3 separate regions of the Ovis aries genome follow, and regions 1 and 3 are each linked to region 2. A link is a contact called in public Hi-C data. All regions are on one chromosome and are shown on one strand. The core of a region is the stretch at or near the end of the contact, and the rest is flanking DNA. Distances in the headings are between cores, read along the strand shown. Region 1 overlaps CCDC57 (coiled-coil domain containing 57). Region 2 has its middle 23 kb from the start of CD7. Region 3 holds the start of CCDC57 (coiled-coil domain containing 57).

Evidence for each region. A called contact is a pair of places that touch in the nucleus more often than the background predicts.
Region 1: a Hi-C map of muscle shows a contact between it and region 2, with 2.9 times the contacts expected there. The contact joins two enhancer-like sites. A contact is called at or near these places in 7 of 16 Hi-C or Micro-C datasets (blood, hypothalamus, liver and 3 more).
Region 3: a Hi-C map of muscle shows a contact between it and region 2, with 2.6 times the contacts expected there. The contact joins the promoter of CCDC57 here to the enhancer-like site in region 2. A contact is called at or near these places in 3 of 16 Hi-C or Micro-C datasets (liver, mixed tissues and muscle).

The regions. Positions count from the first base shown.
Region 1 is chr11:50,182,277-50,186,927 of ARS-UI_Ramb_v3.0, reverse strand. It overlaps CCDC57 (coiled-coil domain containing 57), which reads right to left. Exons shown (of 18, transcript XM_042256231.1): 3 at 3,846-3,954. Among named protein-coding and RNA genes, the nearest start is that of CCDC57, 20 kb to the right of the region's middle. Within about 2 kb of position 3,052, at least 1 of the 54 cell types and tissues checked has an H3K27ac peak or open chromatin away from gene starts, as enhancers often do. A contact at or near this core is called in muscle, where this site is marked.
Region 2 is chr11:50,075,499-50,079,675 of ARS-UI_Ramb_v3.0, reverse strand. No RefSeq gene overlaps it. Among named protein-coding and RNA genes, the nearest start is that of CD7, 23 kb to the right of the region's middle. Within about 2 kb of position 1,510, at least 50 of the 54 cell types and tissues checked have an H3K27ac peak or open chromatin away from gene starts, as enhancers often do. A contact at or near this core is called in liver and muscle, where this site is marked.
Region 3 is chr11:50,162,150-50,166,525 of ARS-UI_Ramb_v3.0, reverse strand. It overlaps CCDC57 (coiled-coil domain containing 57), which reads right to left and starts at 1,443. Exons shown (of 18, transcript XM_042256231.1): 1 at 1,384-1,443. The coding sequence starts at 1,429.

The DNA of each region.
Region 1 (4,651 bases), core at 1,803-4,302, 110 kb before region 2:
TTTTCTGAATGTTGAGCTTTAAGCCAACTTTTTCACTCTCCTCTTTCATTTTCATCAAGAGGCTCTTCAGTTCTTCTTCGCTTTCTGCCATAAGGATGGTGTCATCTGCATATTTGAGACAATTCTGCATATTCTCCCGGCAATCTTGATTCCAGCTTGTGCTTCATCCAGCCCAGCATTTCACATATAAGTTAAATAAGCAGGGTGACAATATATAGCCTGACATACTCCTTTCCCAATTTGGAACCAGTCTGTTGTTCCATGTCCAGTTCTAACTGTTGCTTCTTGACCTGCATACAGATTTCTCAGGAGGCAGGTAAGGTGGTCTGGTATTCCCATCTCTTTAAGAATTTTCCACAATTTGTTGTGATCCACAAAGCCAAAGGCTTTGGCGTGGTCAATAAAGCAGAAGTAGATGTTTTTCTGGAACTCTCTTGCTTTTTCAATGATCCAATGGATGTTGGCAATTTGATCTCTGGTTCCTCTGCCTTTCCTAAATTCAGCCTGAACATCTGGAAGTTCACAGTTTACGTCCTGTTGAAGCCTGGCTTGGAGAAGCTTGAGCATTGCTTTGACTGCTAACACTACAAACACTGAAGCCTTCGGTTGCTGCTCACAGTTGTGCAGGCTGTGGCCGCCAGGGGGCAGGGAGCCCGCGCACAGGCAGAGCCTGGCCCAGACCAGTAGGTGAGCACTTAGGGTCCTTGGTGAGGAAACAAGAAACCCATTGCACTCTCCGTCCCCACTTCACCACAGAGGTACAGGGCTCAGGCCTGCCTTCTGACCGCCTTCCTCTCGTTCCTGGAGGCCTCTCTCCTGCTAGTCCCCAGGCCACACCCCTGCCCCGTGACGATGTCCCCTAAACTTCGCTGTTCTTGAATTCAAGGCTCAGCCTGGACAGCTGGCTCCTCTGTCTACAGCCACCCTCTGGGGAAGCCCCAAGCTTCCAGCTCTGTACCTTATAACCACCCCTCTCTGCCCTGACCTCCCAGCATGTCTTCCTGGGAGCCCAGGAGCCACCTCCCTGTACCCAGCCTGACCAAGTGCCCTCCCCATCCTCCCTGTGCAGTTCCCCCATCTCAGTACATGGCAAGTCATCCCGCCAGGCACTCAGCCCCAAAGCAGGCATGTCCTTGGTGCCTGCCTCTCACCCCATCTGATCTATCAGCGTGTCCGCTGGCTCTGCTGTCTAGGTGTATCCAGAACCTGTCAGTGGCTCAAGTCCCCCACCTCTCACCTAGGGCTGCAGCAGCCCTCTTGTGTCTCCCTGCCTCCCCAGCTCCACAGTCTGTCCTCAACCCTACAGAAGAGGCTCTTTTAAAGAACTGACTTGGCTCACAAGCCCCCAAGAGTTTCTCACCTCACCTGGAGCAAAGGTCATTCTCACGAAGGCCTCATAGCCCTCACCTCAGCCTCCTTGAACTCGAACTCTGTTGCTACCTGCAGACTCGGGCTCACAAGTTCTCTTCTCAGGGTGCCCTGACTTGCCTATTAAAAGACCAGTTCCACCTCACCCTGCCCCCATGTCACACAGGTGATGTCCGCAGGACGCTAAAGCCAAAGACTATACTGTTCAGGTGTTCACTGCAGCCCCAATGAGGGCCAGCTCACAGCCAGAGCAGGTGGGACTAGTGCTCAGCCCTAACCTCAGGGCCCAGGAACGTGCCTGGTGAAATCTCTTTGTTAAATGAATGAATAAGTCAATAAGTCATTGTTTCTCCTCTAGAGGCTTCTAATCCTGGGACTGCTAACCAATAACAAAAAAAACAAGTGTATAGTCTACAGCTTGCAGACATAATAAACATTAAACAGACTAACTCAGCTCCCGTCGTCTTACATTTCTTTCCTCAAGGTAATGATCAACATTACCATTGAATCAATTCTACCTTTGACAAGTCAGTAATGAACACAAAGATCTTCAGAAAAAGGAGACCGAAAACCAGCTCAAAGGAAGCCACAAAGCCGATGAGCGCATAATACCCTTCCTTCAGTCACAGGGTCGGGCACGGGCAGTAGAGCCTCAGGGCTAGCATGGGCCCCAGCTGGCCCTGAACCACACTAGGCAGCAAAGGCTGCCCAGGTTCACAGCAGCAGCCCTGGACAGAGCCTACAGTTGGAGAGTCTAGACATCAAGTTTCCTTCCTGCAAGAGACAGGGCTGGTATGAAAACGCACATCTGAAGGGGCCTTCCTTGTGGACAAGGGGGCTCAAAGCCTGAACAAGCCTGAGTCACAGTAAGGACTTCTTTGAGTGTGGACAAGCTGGGAAGTCACCCAGAGACCCAGCCCAGTGACCACAACACCCACCAGGGCCACCGCTGCCTCCACGTGCCACTGACTGCCCTGCTAACAGGGATGATTCCACCGCCACCCAGAGCCCTTCTGAAACTCCGTCTCTGGAAGAGACTCCGACACCACTTGAGGAAACTTCATGACCTAGATGAGTCACAGCTGGTCTCTAGATTGCCGGGCTCAGCCCTCAGTGACCTCGGATGTTTCCTAAAGTCAAACCACCCAAAAGAGGCAAAGTTCTTTGGTCCCCAAGGACTCCAAAAGAAAGTCCTCTGCAGGAAATGTCAAAGGCTCTACAGAATGTTTGGGTGATGGCATCATTGTGGACAATGAAATTCGAGCTTCCAGAGGGGAAGGAAAGGACAGGGCCTCCTCCTGCGCCTGTGGTGGTTAATAGATGCGGCCAGGCCTGAAAGCTCGGTCATAAGGACAGTTGCGTCCATGGGTATCTTCCATTCCGATGGGCACAGCTCATCAGGATGCTGTCCTATCTCAGGGCACCGACGCCATGCTATGGGATGGAGGGCCTGACACTCGGCCTCAGTCCACCAGTTGGCCGGTCTGCCCTCCTTGAGAACTGCTGACCCCAGTGCTAAGAAAGGACAAGCCAGCACAGGCAGGCACAAAGTTCATATCTGCCCCGTGGCACATCCACTGGGAGACCAGGATCCAAGGTCGGATCACTCAGTCACTATCACTCCAAGGAGGGCAGAAGTGGGGACACAGCCAGGCTGACTTCCAGCTCCAGCTCCTCTCCAATATCCCGGACACAAGTCTAAAAATAAGTCGTGAGTCGCTAACCCACGGCAGGAGGACAGTGCCTAAGAGTTCACACGCTGGAAGTGTCTTGGACTCAAATTACGGCTCCTCGATTTACTGAGGGGGATCTTGGGCAAGTTACTTAATGTCTCGACCTCGGTTCCCTATTTGCAAAATGCAGAACAAAATGGTGTCTCTGTTGTATTGAGCAGATAAATCCACACACATGCACAAGGAGCTACATGAGGCAGTTTCCATAAACCCCTGCTGCTGCTACGACAACGCAAGCTCGATACATCCTGGAAGAACAAGGGGACCCATGTCGCTGCACACACGCAGCCCTGCCAGACTCAGCCCTAAGTATGAAGGATGTCCTTCACCCAAACTCCAACATAGCGAAGCCTCTCAGACGTGGAAGCTGAGCTTCAGGGACAACGAGGAGAAATTTCGGAGACAGGTTTAAGTGTCTCCTGTCAGTTGACACAGCTATATTTAAACTTAGTGTCATTTATTGCTTGTTGAAAGAAATACAATTATCACAATTTGAGTTCCCAGCTCTCTTTCACAGTAAATAACTCTGACTTCATAATACTTCTTTCTCAAATAAATAAAGGATGAAATGTTTATTCATTCCCAAGGAAGGAGAATTCTGGGGGAGTTAGCACAGAGGAAGATTTAGATACCCTGACACATTTCACCACAGATTACCACAAAGTGGAAACCTGTGATCCCAGGCTGATACTATACGACCAACAAAACAACAGTGCTGAGGAAGAAGCAGATCCCCCACCCTACCTGCCGCTGCAGGCCAAGTTCGCCGTCTAGCTCCTTGAGCCTCCTCTCCAGCTTCCACTTCAGGTTCCCATACTGCTCCCGCTGCTGATCCAGCTCACTGTTCCTATCACTATGTTAAAAAAAAAAAAAAAAGCTCAGCATTAAGAAAAGTCACACTGAATAGTCTCCAAACTATACATTTGCAGGGTCTCCTTTGCAAACGTGAGGTGACAGGTAATGCTGCTTCTTTGCAGGAGTGGCTTTGGCAGGACCCAGGGGACCCACATGCTATATCCGGACAGGTGACTGTCTGCAGAGGAGAACATGATGTGGGACCCAGGCTCTAAGGACAATCCCAGAAGTGCCCAGGATACAATCAAAAGTCACCGGTCATACCAGGACTTCCCTGGCAGTCCAGCGACTAGGACAGCTTCTGCTGTAGGGGGCGCAGGTTTTTGTTCTTTGTTTGGGGAATGAAGATCCCACATGCCGAGCAGTGTGGCCAAAAAAGAAAAGAGAAACACAAAAGTCACTGGTCATACCAACAACCAGGAACTCTCCACTTGAATGAGAACACACAATCCACAGATACTAACACCAAGATGACACAGCTGCTGATATGATCTAACAAAGATTTTAAAGCAGCCATCATAAAAATGCTCTGACAAGCAATTTCACACAGCCTTGGGACAAACAGAAAACAGAAACTCTCAGAAAAGAAAAAGAAAATATAACAAAGAATCAAATGGAAACGTGAGAACTAAGAAGTACAATAACCAAAACAAAGGACACTCTAGTTGGGCTCAAAGGCAGAATGAACACGTTAC
Region 2 (4,177 bases), core at 261-2,760:
TCTCTTTGCAGTTCCATTTTCTTGGAAACTATATCCTGTGGAAGTGTGTCCTATGGGCAGATCTCACACTCCAGTCAGTGCTTTGGTCCTCCTCCTCAAGCCAGAGTGCTTGAATACTCCCCTTTGAGGGGGCCAAATTTAGCCAACAAATATAGGATACCCTGTTAAACTTGTACTTCAAATATACAAGGAACAATTCTTTAGCATGTGCAATATAGGTAAATCTATATGAACCAAAAATAGATTAGTGGTTACCTAGGACTGGAGGGCGGAGAAGGCGATGGCACCCCACTCCAGTACTCTTGCCTGGAAAATCCCATGGACGGAGGAGCCTGGTGGGCTGCAGTCCATGGGGTCACGAAGAGTCGGACACGACTGAGCGACTTCACTTTCACTTTTCACTTTCAGGCATTGGAGAAGGAAATGGCAACCCACTCCAGTGTTCTTGCCTGGAGAATCCCAGGGACGGGGGAGTCTATGGGGTCGCACAGAGTCGTACACGACTGGAGCGACTTAGCAGCAGCAGCAGGACTGGAGGGTGGAGAAGGCAATGGCACCCCACTCCAGTACTCTTGCCTGGAAAATCCCATGGACCGAGGAGCCTGGTAGACTGCAGTCCCTGGGGTCGCAGAGTTGGACATGACTGAAGTGACTAAGCACGAAGCAGGGCTGGAGGGACTGGGAGGAAAATGGCTGCTAACAAGCGCAAGTTTTTTCCCATCTGAAATGATGAAAATAGAAATTCAACTCTGAATCTGACAACCACTAAACCGCACACTTTATTTGTTTATTATTGATAACATTGTTACCGCTACTAAAAGCCTAGACATTTTTCAGGAGACTGTGAGTGTTCTCACACTTTCTCAAACCACAACTGCTCTTAACACCCTCAACCCTCACAGACAAGGGTTGCCGCATAACTAGAGAAATGCAAATTCTAGAAAGTGATCATGGAAAGGAAGCTGGTTCAAAAGCGCACACTTTAAATAATGAATTTTACAGTAAGTGTATTGTCTCTCAATAAACGTCCGGTATTTAATCCGGAGCCCCCTGTGCTCCTTCCAGGGGCGCGTCCTTGTCACGTTGAGGGGGCCAAGGGGCGGTGGGACTGCGAGTGAGACCTGATGTCCGATCGCCTGTCTCTGGGTGGGTCCCCTGGGCTGGGCTTTCTCGGGACTGGCGACTCAGGACCTCAGGAGCACCACGCCAAGGAACCTGCTCAGACCCTGCGTGCCTATTAGGGAGACATTCCAAGTCGTCCTGCAGCAAGTGCCGCGTAGTCCAAGCGGGCGCCTCTCGCGTCTCCGCAACTCTCTAGATCCCCCAGGGTCCTGCCGGATCGTCGCCAACGCAAGAACTCACTTCCAGGAAACACACCTCAGGCGGCTGGTGAGAGTGTGAGCCCGGCCCAGCCTTAAATAGACTTTCCTGGGCTCTGATTGGTGATGTAGGATCATGTGTCAACCTCTGGCCCAATCGCAAAGGCCGCAGCTTGTGGTACGGTCATTGGTCAGGTCCAGTCACGTGTCTAGTGTATTGTCTACCCCGCGGTGGGTGGTTGTGGTTACTGCGGGCCGGAGGTCCAGTTGGACGGGTCCGTCCTAGGGATCCGGGTCCGTCCTAGGGATCCGGGTCTTGGGGCCGGGGTTGGGGGCCTGGCGTCGGGAGTGGGGGCGGGGTTCCCAGCAGCCTCAGGAGACTCGGTCAGGCAGGCCAGCTCTGAGCGCTCTAATCCCCGCCTCCTCTCCTCTAGCAAAGAGCTCGTCCAGGGTGGGCAACCCAGAGATCAGAGCACTGCCTCACCCCATCCTGCCCTTCAGTGTTTTGTTCAGTAGATAATTTCAGACTCAGCAAAGTCTATTTTCCAGTGAACACCACCACGTTAGTATTTACACCCACAAGCCCGCCTACTGTTAGGCATCTAAATCCGTTCAGTCAGTTCAGTTCAGTCACTCAGTCGTGTCCGATTCTTTGCGACCCCATGAACTCCAGCACACCAGGCCTCCCTGTCCATCACCAACTCCCGGAGTCCACCCAAACCTATGTCCATCGAGTTGGTGATGCCCTCCAACCGTCTCATCCTCTGTCGTCCCCTTCTCCTCCTGCCCTCAATCTTTCCCAGCATAGGAGTCTTTTCAAATAAGTCAGCTGTTTGCATCAGGTGGCCAAAGTATTGGAGTTTCAGCTTCAACATAGTCCTTCCAATGTACACCCAGGACTGATCTCCTTTAGGATGGATTGGTTGGCTCTCCTTGCAGTCCAAGGACTCTCAAGAGTTTTCTCCAACACCACAGTTCAAAAGCATCAGTTCTTCAGCACTCAGCTTTTTTTATATTCCAAGTCTCACATCCATACATGACCACTGGAAAAACCATAGCCTTGACTAGCCGACCATTGTTGGCAAAGTAATGTCTCTGCTTTTGAATATGCTGTCTAGGTTGGTCATAACTTTCCTTCCAAGGAGTAAGCGTCTTTTAATTTCATGGCTGCAATCACCATCTGCAGTGATTTTGGAGCCCAGAAAAATAAAGTCAGCCACTGTTTCCCCATCAATTTGCCATGAAGTGATGGGACCAGATGCCATAATCTTAGTTTTCTGAATGTTGAGCTTTAAGCCAACTTTTTCACTCTCCTCTTTCACTTTCATCAAGAGGCTCTTTAGTTCTTCACTTTCTGCCATAAGGGTGGTGTCATCTGCATATCTGAGGTTATTGATATTTCTCCCAGCAATCTTGAGTCCAGCCTGTGCTTCTTCCAGCCCAGTGTTTCTCATGATGTGCTCTGCATATAAGTTAAATAAGCAGGGTGACGATATACAGCGTTGACGTACTCCTTTTCCTATTTGGAACCAGTCTCTTGTTCCATGTCCAGTTCTAACTGTTGCTTCTTGACCTGCACACAGATCTCTCAGGGGGCGGGTCAGGTGGTCTGGTATTCCCATGTCTTTAAGAATTTTCCACAGTTTGCTGTGATCCATACAGTCAAAGGCTTTGGCATAGTCAATAAAGCCGAAGTAGATGTTTTTCTGGAATTCTCTTGCTTTTTCTATGATCCAGTGATGTTGGCAGTGTGATTTCTGGTTCCTCTGACTTTTCTAAATCCAGCTTGAACATCTGGAAGTTCTCGGTTCACATACTATTGAAGCCTAGCTTGGAGAATTTTGAGCATTACTTTACTAGCATATGAGTAGTGAGATGAGTGCAATTGTATGGTAGTTTGAGCATTCTTTGGCATTGCCTTTCTTTGGGATTGGAATGAAAACTGACCTTTTCCAGTCCTGTGGCCACTGATGAGTTTTCCAAATTTTCTGGAATATTGAGTGTAGTACTTTCACAGCATCATCTTTTAGGATTTCAAATAGCTCCACTGAAATTCCATTGCCTCCACTAACTTTGTTCATAGTGATGCTTCCTAAGGCCCATTTGACTTCACACTCCAGGATGTCTGGCTCTCGGTGAGCAATCACACCATCGTGGTTATCTGGGTAATGAAGATCTTTTTTGGTATAGTTTTTCCGTGTATTCTTGTCCCCTCTTCTTAATATCTTCTGCTTTTTTTTAGGTCCATACTGTTTCTGTCGTTTTTCTTGTGCCCATGTTTGCATGAAATGTTCCCCTGGTAGCTCTAATTTTCTTGAAGAGATCTCTAGTCTTTCCCATTCTATCGTTTTCTTCTATTTCTTTGCGCTGATCACTTAGGAAGGCTCGGGGGAACCCTTTAAAGCAAGAAAATGCTACGCATTTTGGGGAAAGGGATGGGGACAAGCTCACCAATGGACTCAAGTTTCTGGAAATGCTCCAGTTTTGGTGCTGGCAATCGATTTGCAGGTGCTCCTTATTAAACCATTAACATAAAACTATATATTTCTAATATTTCTAATATTATTACATTGCAAATATAAGCACATGTCCCCTCAAATACTTTAGCATGCACAGCATTAGCATGTAGTATTTGTTTATAGATTTTTAATGTTAAATTTACAATGAAGTACATAAATCCTAATCACAGTTTTGCTGAGCCTTAGCAAATACATACTACTGTGTGACCCAAGACACAGTCAGGACAAACAGAACATGCTCATCACCCCAGAAAGTTCCTTCTTGCCCTTTCCATTCCATGTCCACCCCTACTGAACAGAGACATTCACTGTTCTGAGTATTTCCACTATGGTCTTGCC
Region 3 (4,376 bases), core at 194-2,693, 87 kb before region 2:
GTAGCCAGCCAGGGTCCTCTGTCCATGGAATTTTCCAGGCAAGAATACTGGAGTGGGTTGCCACTTCCTGCTCCAGGGCATCTTCCTGACCCAGGGATTGAACCCCCATCTCTCCTGTCTCATGCACTGGCAGGCAGATTCTTTACCACTGAGTCACCTTGGAAGCCCTTAGTAATGGTCTATAACCTATGAAATAAAATTAAAATGTCCACGCCAAGATAAATAACTGAATAACTTAAAATATGGAAGGTTCTTCCTTACAGTAGAATTCCAACTTGAAAGTAAAAATAATGGAAATGAAAAAATCACTCTGTGGCAAAAGCAACACTTACAATTGTTTCAGAAAATGCTCACTTCTGGATGCTAAAATTAGTGATTTTAAACAATATATTTACACACTTTCAAAGTAACTCCCCACGGGAAAAATGGTAACTCAATGATGGAAACACCTTGTAGATATCCCCTAACACAAACGACCAAAGTTAGTATCAGCAGTAATGGAACAAATCGACATTATATGACTCCTGATAAGATGCAGAGAAAAACACAATTTCACAGGAAAGGTTTTTCTTACCAAAAATGCATAACTTAAAAGTAATCATAAGGGAACATCAGAAAAACCCAAACTGAGGGGCATTCTACAAAATAATTGACTCATAAAAGTCAAGGAATGACTGAGGAAGCACTTCCGATTAAAGAATAAGAAAGAAAACACGGACGGTCCTGGATTGGATCTTGTAAAAGAGAAAAGTCATCCGTGGGATAATTGCTGAGTCTGAATAAATCCTGTACATTAGATCATGGTTTTGTATGAGCTAAGTTTCCTCAGTTGGCTAAAAAGAACTATGGTAACATAAGAGATTAACATTTGGGGGCACCTTGGTAAAAGCACCGAGGCAATCTTTATACTTATTCTGCAACTCTTTTGTAAATCTCAATTTTTTTTCTTTAGTTACTCTGGACCAGGCTGCCTGGGTCTGAACCTGTCCTCACTGGCTGTGGAACCGGTAAACTCTCCCATCTCTGCGGCGCCCACGTCTTCAGGTTCCTGAAGGAGTCGAACAACAACGCAGAGCACTCAAAGCGTGGCGCCAACGAATGCCCTAGCCTTCCCACCTCGCATGCGACACGCGCGCTTCAGACAAGAGCCCGGCGGGCTCTGCGTACCGGGCTCCGCGGGCCCGGCACCGCTCTCGCGCCCACAGCCCTGCAGGGTGGCCTCAAGGGAGTGCGCGGCGTCTGGCAGGACTTGGAGGTCTCGGGTTTTTCCAAGAAAAGAGACGACGCCCGTGAAAAGCGACCCAAAGGGCCACAGCTTCTCGCGTCGCCGGCCCCTGAGGCCCCTTGGCGCCCCGCCGCGTCGCCCCCGCGCCCGCGCCTCACCTGGAACGCTGGCCCCGAGCAGCCTCTTGTCCCTCCGCGTTGCCATGGTAACCTGAGTCTGTCGGCCGCCGTCCGGGCGCTCTTGGTACAGCGCTCGGGTTCCGCCGGCCGGAAACGGGAGCCCTGACATCTGGTTCCGGATTCTTCGCGCCCCGCCCGCGCGCAGGTACACCAGACGAGGAAGGTTTCGGACTATCGGATGGCAGGTGGCCGGGTTCCGCGATCCCGCCGGTCTCGGAGCCCGGAAGCTGTTGGCGGCTCTGACGGGTCGGGGTGGGGCTTACGGGGAGCTGTACCTGGGAGGGGAGGGGCCCAGGCTGCACGTGGGCGTGGAGCGGAGTAAAAGTCCGAGACAACGAGAACTGCGTCTTCACGCGTGGATCCTCCGGCAGTGAAACAGGCAGACACTGCGAGGGGGACCCAGAAGAGGCGGGCAAGCAGTGAGCTCTGCGTGTCCGGGATTAGCGGGGCTCAGGATGGCAGGATGGCCTTTCTGGCCAGCGCCCTTGATCTGGGCGCTGTTGCACCGTGTGCTTGGCTTATGAGAATTCATGTTTGTGTGCACTCATAACCTGTGTGCTTTGGTGTTTGTGTGTCCGAGTTACGGGTTAAAAAAAAAAACAAAACCACCTCACAGAGGCAACGAGCAAACCAATATGTCACTGCCCCCATACTTAGAGATCCTCTTCCCCAGTATCTGAAGGTCTACTGGAGCCGAAGAGGACCAGTTGTCCGAACAAAGGTTCAGCCTGCCTGGGCAATCGCACCGTGGAGCTCCAGGAAGTAATGGGCACAGAGGCAGTGGTGGCAGCAGAGAGGGGGACATAGTCTTTGGTCCAGCCTCTCCTCTCCATCTGTGTTTTCTCCACCCTGATGGCATTCTAGCTGCACAGGGCCAGTCCTCAAGCTGTTCCTACCAGACCTCTCAGCACAGTTAATAGTAAGAAAGGTTCTGCTTTAAAAGGCAGCTCTTAGAGGGAGGTCCAGGGGTTATTAAACATCAGGCAGATCAATAATTCAAGCCTCCTTGAAAATGGAAGAAGTGATCCTATCAGTGCACAGAAACCATGTGAAAATAGCCCTGCCTTCCTGCCTGGGGAAGCCACAGAGGATCCGCATGACCTTTAACCTATATCCCATAGGCCCTGGGCAGCCTCACTGCCCCCAGCCCAGCTTCAAAGGGCAGTCCAGCTTCAAACCCCAGGCCCACTCCTCTTGTTACAGTTTTCTGGGACTCTGTTTGCTCTTCTCCATAAAGTAGAGATAATGCCTTCCATTCCCCGTGCATTTGAGGATCAGAAACAACATATGAACTACATGCGTGCTGGGTCAACCCCAGTGAAGGGGCTCTGGGGTCTGTGTGTGTAAACCAAAAGGGCCAAGAGGATACACACTTTTGAATAAAAATAAACCCTAACAACAAACAAGAGTTCTGTACCTCACCATCCACGTTCTGAAACCTGACCAACCCCACCATGACCTTCTCCCTCCAATTACCCCGACACTAACCCTAACCTGAGCCCTGACCTTGACCCTAACTCTGTGACTTCACCAACACGAATTCTACCCCCTAACCCTGACCCACCCAACCATAACCCTGTCCCTGCAATAAACCCCATCCTGACCCTGGGCACTAAACCTAAGGGTGGCCCTCGATTCCTATGGTGGGGCCAGCTCCTACCACTTCAATCGCCCAATATCCCAGAACCTCTGATTCCCTCACCTGAGCCCCAAATAAGGCTTTTGGGGTGCTGGGCCAGAGAGGGACAGTACTCCCCTGCCCCTGCACATCACGCGCCCCCCCCCCACCCCCACAGAATGATAGAGGCTGGTGGTGGGCCCTCACCACCCTGGGAAGGGCCTTGTCACTTCTGGTGGGCCCACAGCCCCACTAGGGCCTGCAACTTTGTCCACTTGGGCTCTGGAGCTCGGCCTCTTAACTGTGCCCCATGTCCAGGAGCTCAGTAGATGCTCGTGGAAGGGGAGAAGGGACACACTGATCACTCTCTACCCAGCTCCCTGCCCGATCTTCCCACAGGTCAGGCCAGACCCAACATTCTCCCAGTCTGTCTCCCCCGACCTGCCCACCATCCTGCCAGTCAGACCAGACCCCCTCTTCCACCCAGAGTGCCCTCTACCCACCCTGCAAGGCAGGTGACTCTTCAGCCAGCCTGCTGCATCCACACTGTAGCCAGTGCTGACGGACCGTGTGTCTGTCCTGGGGCCGCACAGTGACCACAAATGGGGCATGAGACAACAGTTTGGGAGGCCACAAACCCAAATCAAGGTGTCTGCAGGGCTTTGCTCCCTCCAAAGGCCCTGGATAGAATCCTGACCCACCCTTTCCAGCTTCAGGTATCTAGTGGCGCTATCCTTGCTGCCCCTCAGCCCACTGGCACATCACTCCACTCTCTTCCACCCTCATCACGTGGCCTTCCTCCCAGGTCTGTCTTCACAGGTTCTTTTTCCAAAGACACCAGCCCTATTGGGCTAGAGCCACCCTGCTCCCATGTGACCTCATCTTAACTAATTACATCTATAAAGATCCTATTTCCAGTGACTTCCCTGATGGTCCAGTGGCTAAGACCACAACTCACGATGCAGGGAGCACAGGTTCAATACCTGATCAGGGAACTAGATCCCACATGCTGCAACTAAAGAGCTCTCATGCCACAATGAAATTGAAGATCCTGCGTGCAGCAACTAAAACCTGGAACAGCCAAATATATAAATATATTTTTAAAAGTCTCTGTTTCCAAGGAAGGTCACATGCTGAAGTACTGGGACCAGAACACATCTTTTTGGGGCCACCATTCAACCCACTACAGACTGCTTCCCCTGGGATGATAGCTATCCAGGGCCAGTTCCCCACAGGCCACCCTATACTCACAGATGTGGTAACAGAACGGTGGAGGTTTAGGTTAACTCCTTGCCCAGCACCTCCGTGACCAGCAAAGCCAGGATCAAACTGCCCCTGCACCCCAAGCATACAG